Regions from separate parts of the Zea mays genome. Here region 1 is linked to region 2. A link is a contact called in public Hi-C data. All regions are on one chromosome and are shown on one strand. Each heading gives the region's core, a stretch centred on a gene start, on an enhancer-like site or on the middle of the called end of the contact. The rest is flanking DNA. Distances are from core to core; before and after follow the strand shown.

The links. Hi-C and Micro-C count contacts between places; a contact is called where the count stands out from the background.
Region 1: a Hi-C map of tassel shows a contact between it and region 2, with 2.2 times the contacts expected there. The contact joins the promoter of LOC100281739 here to the promoter of LOC100502525 in region 2. A contact is called at or near these places in 3 of 25 Hi-C or Micro-C datasets (ear, leaf and tassel).

The regions. Positions count from the first base shown.
Region 1 is chr2:229,095,232-229,100,497 of Zm-B73-REFERENCE-NAM-5.0, reverse strand. It overlaps LOC100281739 (transport inhibitor response 1 protein), which reads right to left and starts at 2,066. Exons shown (of 4, transcript NM_001154659.3): 1 at 1,940-2,066; 2 at 1-506. The coding sequence starts at 448.
Region 2 is chr2:228,952,756-228,957,855 of Zm-B73-REFERENCE-NAM-5.0, reverse strand. LOC100502525 (Ribosomal protein L31) reads left to right here and starts at 2,473. Exons shown (of 2, transcript NM_001324023.1): 1 at 2,473-2,764.

The DNA.
Region 1 (5,266 bases), core at 817-3,316, 140 kb before region 2:
AATTGGTGGCAATATTAGCAAGCCCGGTAGTACTGAACCCCTCACAACAAACAAGGACAAGTGATTTAAAGTTGGTAAAGGATAGAGAAAGCAACTTGAGGCATTCATCAGTCACAACCATAAACTTCAGCCGGAGCTCCTCAAGACCTGGGCATGCACGGGCGCACGCATCCACCCATGGATTTGCAGTGGCACCCCAACCCGCCGGGACAAGGTTGAATTCAGCAAAGTGCGGTTTGCCCTTCAAGCTCAGTGCACGCATGTTGGGAAACCGCATGTGTACACGCTCTGGGCACACCGCATAACAGTTTCTTACAAGCACTGAATGGCGGCCATGACGCTCAATGTCGTACCATGCCCGGCAGACCAAGGACACCGCGTTGCGGTCCTGATGCGACGTTACATAACCAAGGATATACCCTACTACTTCATCAGGAAAGTATGCCATTGTGACGCCCCTGGAATACTAATAAAACTCCATACACGTGTAGTTCCCCAAAAGTTGCCTGCTCACAAACAAACAACATGGACAGAATTTTATATTATCAGCTAGAGGCATTAAGTAACGAACATTTGCAGCAATGAACGCCAATTTGGTACTCCTCTACGGGCCAGTTTGCACAAAGCAGACCTTGGTTGTAAAGTTCTACTAATCGACAAGAGTTAACACGAATACTATTAAATATATATTCCATGATTTTAATATTATTAACTATGTGTTAATTATATTATCTATTAACAAGAAAAAGGCATATAAAGAAGAGTAAGATAATTTTTGTATGATAAAGGTATTTTGGTCTATACAAAGGCTAAAAACATGGCAACGACTGCTATGCAAGCAGTCCTTCCTTGCAAGCGTGCAAGCAAACCATCTGATCCATTAGATTACGATCCAACCGTAGGTCACATTTAACACTTAAACCCTTCCACCACCAGCTCAATAATCTTTATAAAAAACCCTTAACAAACCTTCTTTGTATCTGTGGTTGGGTCGTAATATAATGGATCAGATAGTTTGCTTGCACGCTTGCAAAAAAGGACTGCTTGAATAGCAGTCGTTGCCAAAAAACATAAGATATAATGTTACAAAAAAAATAGGAGTATTATATCAATGTATTTATAGGCATTTTGGCAAGTTCTACGGCTCCATGACCATTTGGCGAAGCCACGTGTTGGCTGGCGTGTACATTATTTCAAATATCTCGCACAAAGCAACGCTTAATCGACAAGAGTTAGCACAGAACACGGATCAGAAAGCAGTTAATGGATTGCGTAGCAGAAGCAGTTGAATTAGCAACAGCTCATATAAAATCCATACCTGTGTGTGTTCTGACAAATTGCCAAATTGGCCCTGAGGAAGAGGGCAAACATCACAGAACACGGATCGGAAAGCAGTTAATGGATCGTGTAGCAGAAGCAGTTGAATTGGCAACAGCTCACATAAAGTCCAAAACTTCAGACTGGCAGAAATCGTATGTGTTCTGAAAAAAATGCCAAATTGGACCTGAGGAAGAGGGCTAACTTTTTCGTTTTTGGACCAATCCGAGGGCAACCTCACTACCTCAGCCAAAGAATCCCTCCTACGAGAGACGAAGTCCCCCAAAACTACAAGATCAGATGATCATTCATTTCGTGACTCAGAATCCGAGCCCTAATAAAGAAAACAGAAAAAAAAACAAGGCACCACACCGAACCGGATTTACACGAAATTGGAAAATCATGAGCCACAGCAGGGAGAATCGTTGGCCTAACCACACTAGATCGTCCGATCAACCCCAATACTAAACCCTAAATTTCCCCGCAGAGCCCACAAGAGGGGAAAGAGGTAACTCGCTAAAAAAATTCCCCAATAAACCTTGAGGAACCAGGAAACGCAGCGATCAGAGACCGATCGGATCGGAGAAGGGGGCGACGAGATGGAATCTGCAGGGGAGAATACCGGGGATTTCTCGCGTGAGGGTGGCGATTATTGGATGGTCGCTTGGAACCGCCGCCTCCTACGCTACGCCAGTCGTGAGTCGTCAGTCGACTTCGACTCCTAGTCGTAGAAGCCGAGGTTGTTACGTTACGTCTCTCTATTGTTGTTTTTTTTTTTGCTAAATATTTATAGATCAAACTTCCGTGCAAACGTGCAATCCTGGTCCTGGATCATGCGTCCTTGATTGCCGGCTGATATTTTACAACTACACCCTCTCGCCAAGGCAATTCGATTTTACGAATAACCCCTTCAAATTTGTTCCCTCAAAAATTATTCCTTAGCCCACGACGAGCCTCAGCCCTCATGTAACCATCGATCTCCCACGACGGTTCCGTTCTTGCCGCCGCCGGCGATGGCACAAGAAAGGGTGGTAATGGATCATGGCCCTAATACTTGCTTTAAAAATCAACAAAGCTCTTAATTTTGTTAGTTCAAAATTGTATCGTTTTATGATTTGGTCCTAACTTGACTCGATCCTTAAATTTGCTAGGCTAAATTAAATGGCCCGTTACCACCCCTAGGCACAAGACGATGGATGGTAGTCCCGCCGCCTCTTCCCTCCTCTCGATCGTCGCCTCCGCCCATGTCTCCTAGTCCATATGTGCGCCATGAAGATTAAAGAGAGACGTTATTGGGTCTTTTTATCTTTACTAGGTAGGTGCCCGTGCGTTGCGACGGCACATAAGTTGTTTAGAGAGATCTATGGTTGCTCGTCCAAGTCAATGACATGCTATCGTTGTTGCTAGGCACCATCATCCGAATAAGGATATAAGTATTCGGGATAGAAAGGAACATGAAGTTCTAAACAAAACCGAACATGTGCTTGGCGGCTCCTATCTTGCGAAACGATGGAGATCCTCTTGCATGGACGACAAAAATAACATTAATTAATTAAAAACTATAAGATTGATTAAGCTAAAGTAAACGCTCAACATCCACAAACAAGTATTGTAGTGCAGTGCACTTTAATACGCAAACGCTCCCACTGCTCACCTCTGCATGCAGTTCATAACACCTCGTGCAAATTCGTCCCCTATCAAAGAACGTGCTGAAGTATAAAAAGGCTCGTATGATTCATCATCATTGACTGATCAGTTTTCATAACTACAGTGAAATTGTAGGCTCATGCCACACCATATGCGATAACATCATCGCTTGGTCATTCACACAAGTGGAAATTGTATGTGCGAGAGCAATAACAATAGAAGTGAGCAGCCCTCTATTTCATTGAAGGCTTCATTTTACCAACAAAATAGTGGTATGAACAGCTCGAAAACTAATTCTAAAACTTAAAATCTTGAACCACATTGTATCTCTACTACTCTAAATGTAGCCTCCCAAAAATTCAAATTCTGAAATTTTCTCAAACTCGCCCTAAATTCAAAATGAATTTGAAATTTCATTTCAAAATGTTTGTTTGCGAGTTGATATCAACAAATAAATTATAGTGGTCTATATTCTCTCTAAAATCCTCCTCAAAATATCCTACAAATATTTCTCCAGTGATCCCCCTCAAATTGTTTACAGAAATACTGCCCAGATATTTCCCTAGTGATCCTCTTCAAGTTCTGTCCAGAAATACTGCCCAAATATTCCACCGATATATCTCCAGGTATTTTCTTCTTAAGAAATACCTTTAGAATCATTTTTCAAGTCCCTACAAATATTTTCTTCATAACTTTCGTCATGCTCATACGTATACGTATGCCTCCGGTGTCATACGTTGAGCTCTACAAGCTAATTACACTCATATAAGACAAATACAAGCTAATCTCCCACTAATCCTCTCATCCTCCCACTAATCCTCTCATCCCTCCTAGAGATGGCAATGGGTACCCGCGACCCGATACCCGATGGGTATTTACTCCATTAGGGTATGTATGTGGGCTAAATATTCTACCCGTGGGTCTGTTATTGGGCAAAAACCTTCACCCAATGGGTAAACGGGTATTAGAACGTTCCGCCTTCACCCATACCCGTTAACCCGTGGGTATAAAATACCCAATATAAACTTATCCGAAGAATGCACTTGGAATTTAGTCATCCAACTTTTTTACTATTGAACAACAATTTAATGACCATATAATGGAACAGGTAATGTGCTATGTAGTACTATCATAGTATTACTACTTTATCCAATTATCTTTGGTGTGTTAAATGGATGGTTAAATGATGCTAGAAAATTTTGTAATGTTATTTATATGGATATACTTACCATTTGTATAGTATAGTATTTTGATAGTTGTTTAATTTTTGTGGGTACGGGTGACCCGATGGGTGACCCATACCCACATGGGTATGGGTATGGGGGTAAATCCATACCCGCCAGTGTATATGGGTGACCCGGTGGGATTATTTTTGTGTCGTGGGTATGGGTATGGGGTAGTAATACCCGGTGGGTATTTACCCATTGCCATCTCTAATCCCTCCCCCTAATCCCCCCACCATGGCTATAAATAGAGGGGCAAGGGCCTCCTCTCATCCCACCCCAAGCCATTTCATGGCAACTCTCTTCCCCCCCCCACACACACACACCCACTCCATGTTCCACACAAGCACACACTAGCACAAGGATCGTTCGATCGTTCTTCGATCGTTCGTCCCCTGTTCTTAGTTTGTTCGTTCGTTCGTCCGATCGTTCGATCGTTCGTCCGATCGTTCATGGTTCGTTCGTCCGTTCGTCCGATCGTTCGATCGTTCGTCCGTTCGTTCGTCCTAATAATCTTTTTCCTACCGTTATACTGCCGAAATTCCGATCGTTCGTTCATTCGATCATTCGATCGTTCATCGTTCGTTCATAGTTCCTATTCATCGTTCATCGTTCGTTCATAGTCCCTATTCATCGTTCTTCCAGATAATCTTTGTCCTGTCGTTATGCTGCCGAAATTCCGATCGTTCGTTCGTTCGATCATTCGATCGTTCATCGTTCGTTCATAGTCCCTATTCATCGTTCATCGTTCGTTCATAGTCCCTATTCATCGTTCTTCCAGATAATCTTTGTCCTGCCGTTATGCTGCCGAAATTCCGATCGTTCGTTCGTACGATCATTCGATCGTTCGTCCGTTCGTTCGTCCAAATAATCTTTTCCTGCCATTATGCTGCCGAAATTCCGATCGTTCGTTCGTCCGATCATTCGATCGTTCGTCCGTTCGTTCATAGTTCCTATTCATCGTTCATCGTTCGTTCATACGAACTATTCACTATCACTATTCACCATTACTATTCATCGTTGCTATTCACATACACTATTCATCATCGTTACTATTTATCATTACTATTCATCATCGT
Region 2 (5,100 bases), core at 1,224-3,723:
CTCAGGACTGATTCCACAATAGCAATATTAGGCTTGGAGGAGGTTGTGTCCGAAGGGACAGAGGTGTCATCAGAAGATTCCTCAGAAACAACCGAATCAGGGAGCGTGTCCACAGGACACTTCCTGGGGATGACAAAAGGGATTGTCACAGACTCAGGCTCCAACAAAGCTGAAGGAATATCTGAAGACAGGAACTTTTTGGACCAGCTAAAAGAATCTTCGTGCATCAAGTTGGATAAGAAAAAAGGCGCCCATTTCTTGGGGACCTGCACCGAGGTCACTGAGCAATCCGCCGGAGCAAAAAATCTCTCCCAGATCCTGTTAAACTGGGCATTCCTTTTCCTCTCTAAGAGACTCAGCAAAACAGGATCCGCATGCCAATCATGCGAAAACATAAAGTTCAACCCCACGTTATTGTGCCCATTAACAAAAGGCTCCACCGGCTGGGCATCCGGAATAACTATATCCCCAGGCACGGGAGGAACATCCTGCATAGGTGGGCCATCAACCTCTTGGGGCCCAATCATGAGATGGTCGGCAGGGGCATTAAAGTTTGGCACCGGCCCCACAACCACCGGGTCCTCAGGAATCTGCCCATTCAGAATCTGACCATTCTGCAGCAAGGCGCCATGAATGTGGCCAGAAGAACTATCAGAGGATAGGTCCGAATGGGGGTTGCTGACTTGCTGCTCATCAGGTGGCTGGTCCAGAAGGGGCTGCTGAGGTGGTTGAACAGGAGGATCATTGACAATCCATTGGTCCCAGTCACCTTGAATGTTGCCTGCAGGTTGATCTTGAACGTTGTCACCAGGTGGAAAATTAAGATCCCAGTCCGCCGCCGGCACAGGTTGACCCAGACCAAAAAACTCAAAAGGAAGCTGTTGCCCATCCGCCGGGGCCGCTGGCACCGGGTCCTCATCTTGAGGCTGACCCCCCAACAAAGTTTGCTGGATAATCTCACACTGCACCGTCCACGAATCTCCAAGAAAGCCATCAGCGTCTGAAAAAACAATGAACTGTGGGACCTCCTCCAGGGACGTGACCCGCACCCTGAGCAAAGTCCTATAAATATTGCGTCTGTCTTCTTCCCACAGAATCAGTCTGCCAAAGGAGCCAATAGCCACCTGCAAGTGCTCTGAAGAACGGTAGTCCAGAGGGAATCCCAACAACATAAGCCAACATTCCCGGTTAAAATAAAGGGCCCTATGGTTCCAAGCATCATTGTGCCGCTGAACAGTGAAAGTAGCATCAAGATACTGCTGCGGACCGAGCAGAACAAGGTTGTCTCTTTCAAGAATGCTGCTGAACTGGACCAAAACCTGCCCCAGGTGCGACCGCTGGATATCGCGCACCCCAAGCCGACGGTGCTCCACAAGGTATTCTCTAACCACATCCCTCACCGCGGGGAAAGTAATCTCATGGTCAGGTAAAGGTTGAATGCTGATAATAGCCCAGTCCTCATGCAAAGGCGGGAGACGCCGAGAGACTGACCTGGCCATAATATCCCGGTGAAGGACCACCGAAGCGCTGAAGCCCGGAGGGAGGAAGGGTTCGGGATCAACGCGCCTAAACGCCATCTGAGCAGGAAGCGAGGATCGACAACCAGCAGACGAAGACGGAGCAAGTTGGGGTTTTGTTGAAGTGACGCCCAGAGAAAGCGTCAGGGTGCGTCTGTGTCGAATCGCCTAGTGTTGCATATGATTGTTTAACTTTAGTTGATGAGTGCGATTACGCATGAGGAGATGAATTGAGTAGCAAGGTGAAACTATAGTGCCACGAATGTGTTTGTAGCCAGGTGAATTTGGTTAGCTGGACTAAAGTTCAGCTAACCAAATTCTCAAGATGTCTGGAGCTTCAGGACTTATTATGATTGTTCTGGGACTGTATTTTTATTAGGCTGTGCGGACTGCATATGGTTATGAACTTATGGTCAGAGTTTTTTTTCTTTTGGAATTTGTTAGAGGAAAAGAAAGAAAATAAGGGGCTGTTTGAGAGAGCTTTGCTTCAAAAACTTCAGCTTTGGTTTTCCAGTTTCACTATAAAACAGCTTCAGCAAATTGTTAAAGTGAGTTCTAGGAGCGTTTGGTTAGTATATGGACTCCAACTTCTATAGTACAATTGATTTGTGTGAGTTTCCTTGATTACCCTTAATGATTAGTGTGTTGTCGCCAGAGAGAACGGAAGTTGTATGTTGCGTAACCAGTGGCATGGTGGGTAATTTTCGTACAACTTCATGAGGAGATATAAAAACAGTGTTTTTGAAGCACCCTCTAAGGAGCTTCATGAATTTCATGAAACGGACCTCTAGTTTCGATTTTTTTAAAAACTAAAGCTCGTGGAGCTGAACCTGTTTGGGTTGAAAAAATTAGAACGAAATTGAAATTCTTGAAGTGAAGCTCTCCCAAACATAGCCTAAAATTTAAAGAAGTTCCAACCGGGGGAGATTAGTATCGGTGACCACTGACCATCAGTGAAGTCTGCACTGCATACCCTCCACCCCCGCGTCCGAGCGCGACCCTGGCCCCGGCCCGTCTCGCCTGACCGCCGCCACGCCGACGGCTGACCAGCACGCGGGCCCAGCACCCCCGACCTCGTCCTCACCGGCTCACCCTGACCGCCGCCGCCCACCACTCACCTCGCCTCCCCAACTTCTGCCAGCTCGCATCCCGCCGCAAGAAACGCCCGTGCCGCCGCTGCCCTAGCACCTAGGCCAGCGCCCAGGTCCCCTTCTTCTCGCCCTTCGCCAGCGACGAGCACCCAATAGGTACGCTACGCCCACCCCTTCTCTTCCGTTGCTGCTCTGCGAAACCGAACACCCAAACCCTACATTAAACTATCTGCATTCAGATCTGGTTACAGTCGTAGTAGACGTGTACTTTGCCTCTAAACTTCGATGTTTTCTTCGTGTTCTTGTCTGCAAAATTTCATTTTTTTTACAAGAAAATATTGTTCTCAGTTCTTTTACGGTGTCCGTCTCTGGATTGATTAAAAATGGCTGCTCTGGCTTGTTTGTTTTAGCAGCTTGATTAGTTTGCTGCCAAAGAAAAGAAACCTGAATAATTTGATTAGTTTGATTGTAATAGTTTGATACTGTTACCTTGTAATCTAATTGACTTAGAATCTTCCCTATGTATTGTGAAGTGCGTAATTTAGTTGGTATCCTTATTTTTCGTTGAAGCGTGATAATTTGCTCGGCATAATCTCCATTGAAAAGTGAATAGAATCTTCTTTGAGTATTACCAACATTCTAACAGCAATTCATGCCTTGTGAAGTTTCTAATTTGATTGGTGTCTTTATTTTTTCTCGAAGCATAATAATTTGCTTGGCATAACTTCCATTGAAGACTGAATAACATGTGAAATAAATTGTCTCGTTTGTATTTAGATCTACTAGCTCCATGCCTGTTGTTACAGGAGAGGCAAAATTTGGGAATACTATTGATGACTGGTTGGAACACTTGCAAAATAGCCAATCCAAGATACGATCCATTAGCACTGTACTCGTGGAAGATATGTGCATGCATTGTTAAGAGAATACGGACACCACCGATACTTTGTAGATGCATAAATTTTCCTAGACTGGTTACATGTATTAAACTGAAAAATGAACCGGTGTATCCATACAACTAGGGCACAAAATGTCCGAAGAAAGAGATCCATGGCTCTCAAACTTGAGGAATTGTGGTTAGCAAAGTTATTTTAGCTCATAAGTATGTCCTTCTCTTGTTTTTCATTGGTATAATCCTAATATAATCTGGAAGTAAGAAATGACTAGAGTACAAGGGCAACATGAAAACACAAATTCATTAGTGTTAGCCACCTTAGCTGTTTATGTAAAACAAATTACAAAAGACAAGTAATGTTTCCAGCGCTAATATGGTCTGGTAAATTATGATTCTTTTACCAATAAGGCCATGCATGAATAAAACATGCCGAATCGTTAGAAGATAATCTGTGGTATGAACGTTCTCTTGAAAAACTTTAAGCTGCTTAATCGGTTATAATTGCTATTAAACGGATCACATGAATCTGAGGTGTGAACCTTTTCTTGAAAAACTTTATGCTGCCTAATCAGTAAGAATTGCGATGAAATGGATCACATGAATCTGAGGTATAAACCTTTTCTCGAAAATCAGTTAGGAGAGTAAAGCAAGCCAAACTGCTTTTTAGGTAGGAGTAATCTGATGTATGAAATTTTACTTGGAAAAAAATAAAAGCTGTCTAATCAGCTTATTTGTTCTGAAATAAAGAACAGAAGCTAGAGGCATTGGACAGAATTACCATACATCCTGACACCACTGGTTCCAACTAGCAGCGACCATGGTCCACAGGAATGAATTTTGCATCTCCCCACAGGCTGCTGGTCAGTTTGCTCCTTGCACAATGTGCCCTGTTGCGGACCATCACATGATTTTCCCACTGGTGTATCTACTCTCTTTCACCGACCTAGGTCACCAAAAAAATCAAGAATCTTGGAGAGGAGTCTGTAAAGGCATGGGAGGAAGCAGAGTTCGATGGCTTGGAGTCATGGCAATCTTCGTGCTGCAGTTTTATGATGCCATTGATTTGGATGGTGGAATTTGAATATACTATCGGTCTCTACTGCAACTCATCAAATTGGGGTCTATGCCTTCAGTTATCTTCTTGAGTGGTAGTGATTGCTTTGATGATTACATTCATTTATTTTTCTCTCTAAAATGGTCATGTCATGTCAGTGCTGATACCATGTTTCTACCCACCTTTATTTCTGTCACCTTCTTTTTGAATACTTATAACTTAGGTTTCGGGGATTATTACTAACTAATAGGAAACAGCCAGTTCCCACCTTTGTCCTGTTTCTCCCGCACCCACCTAAGATAGCTCACGCATGCGGCACCCTTCTGGGTTGAAGATTCCTACTTACCTTGTGTAAGCAGAGGGCAGCACAGCTTCTCTAGAGGATAGCACATTAGCACTGGGCTATTAGCTGTATTGCCTCCTTGATTAACATCTCTCCAGGATATTAGACGTTCGTTAACTGTATCTATTTGGTCTAACTCACAAAGAGGTTGAGCATCTGAAAATGCCATTGTTATTGTTATTTAACGGATGCATTTGCTC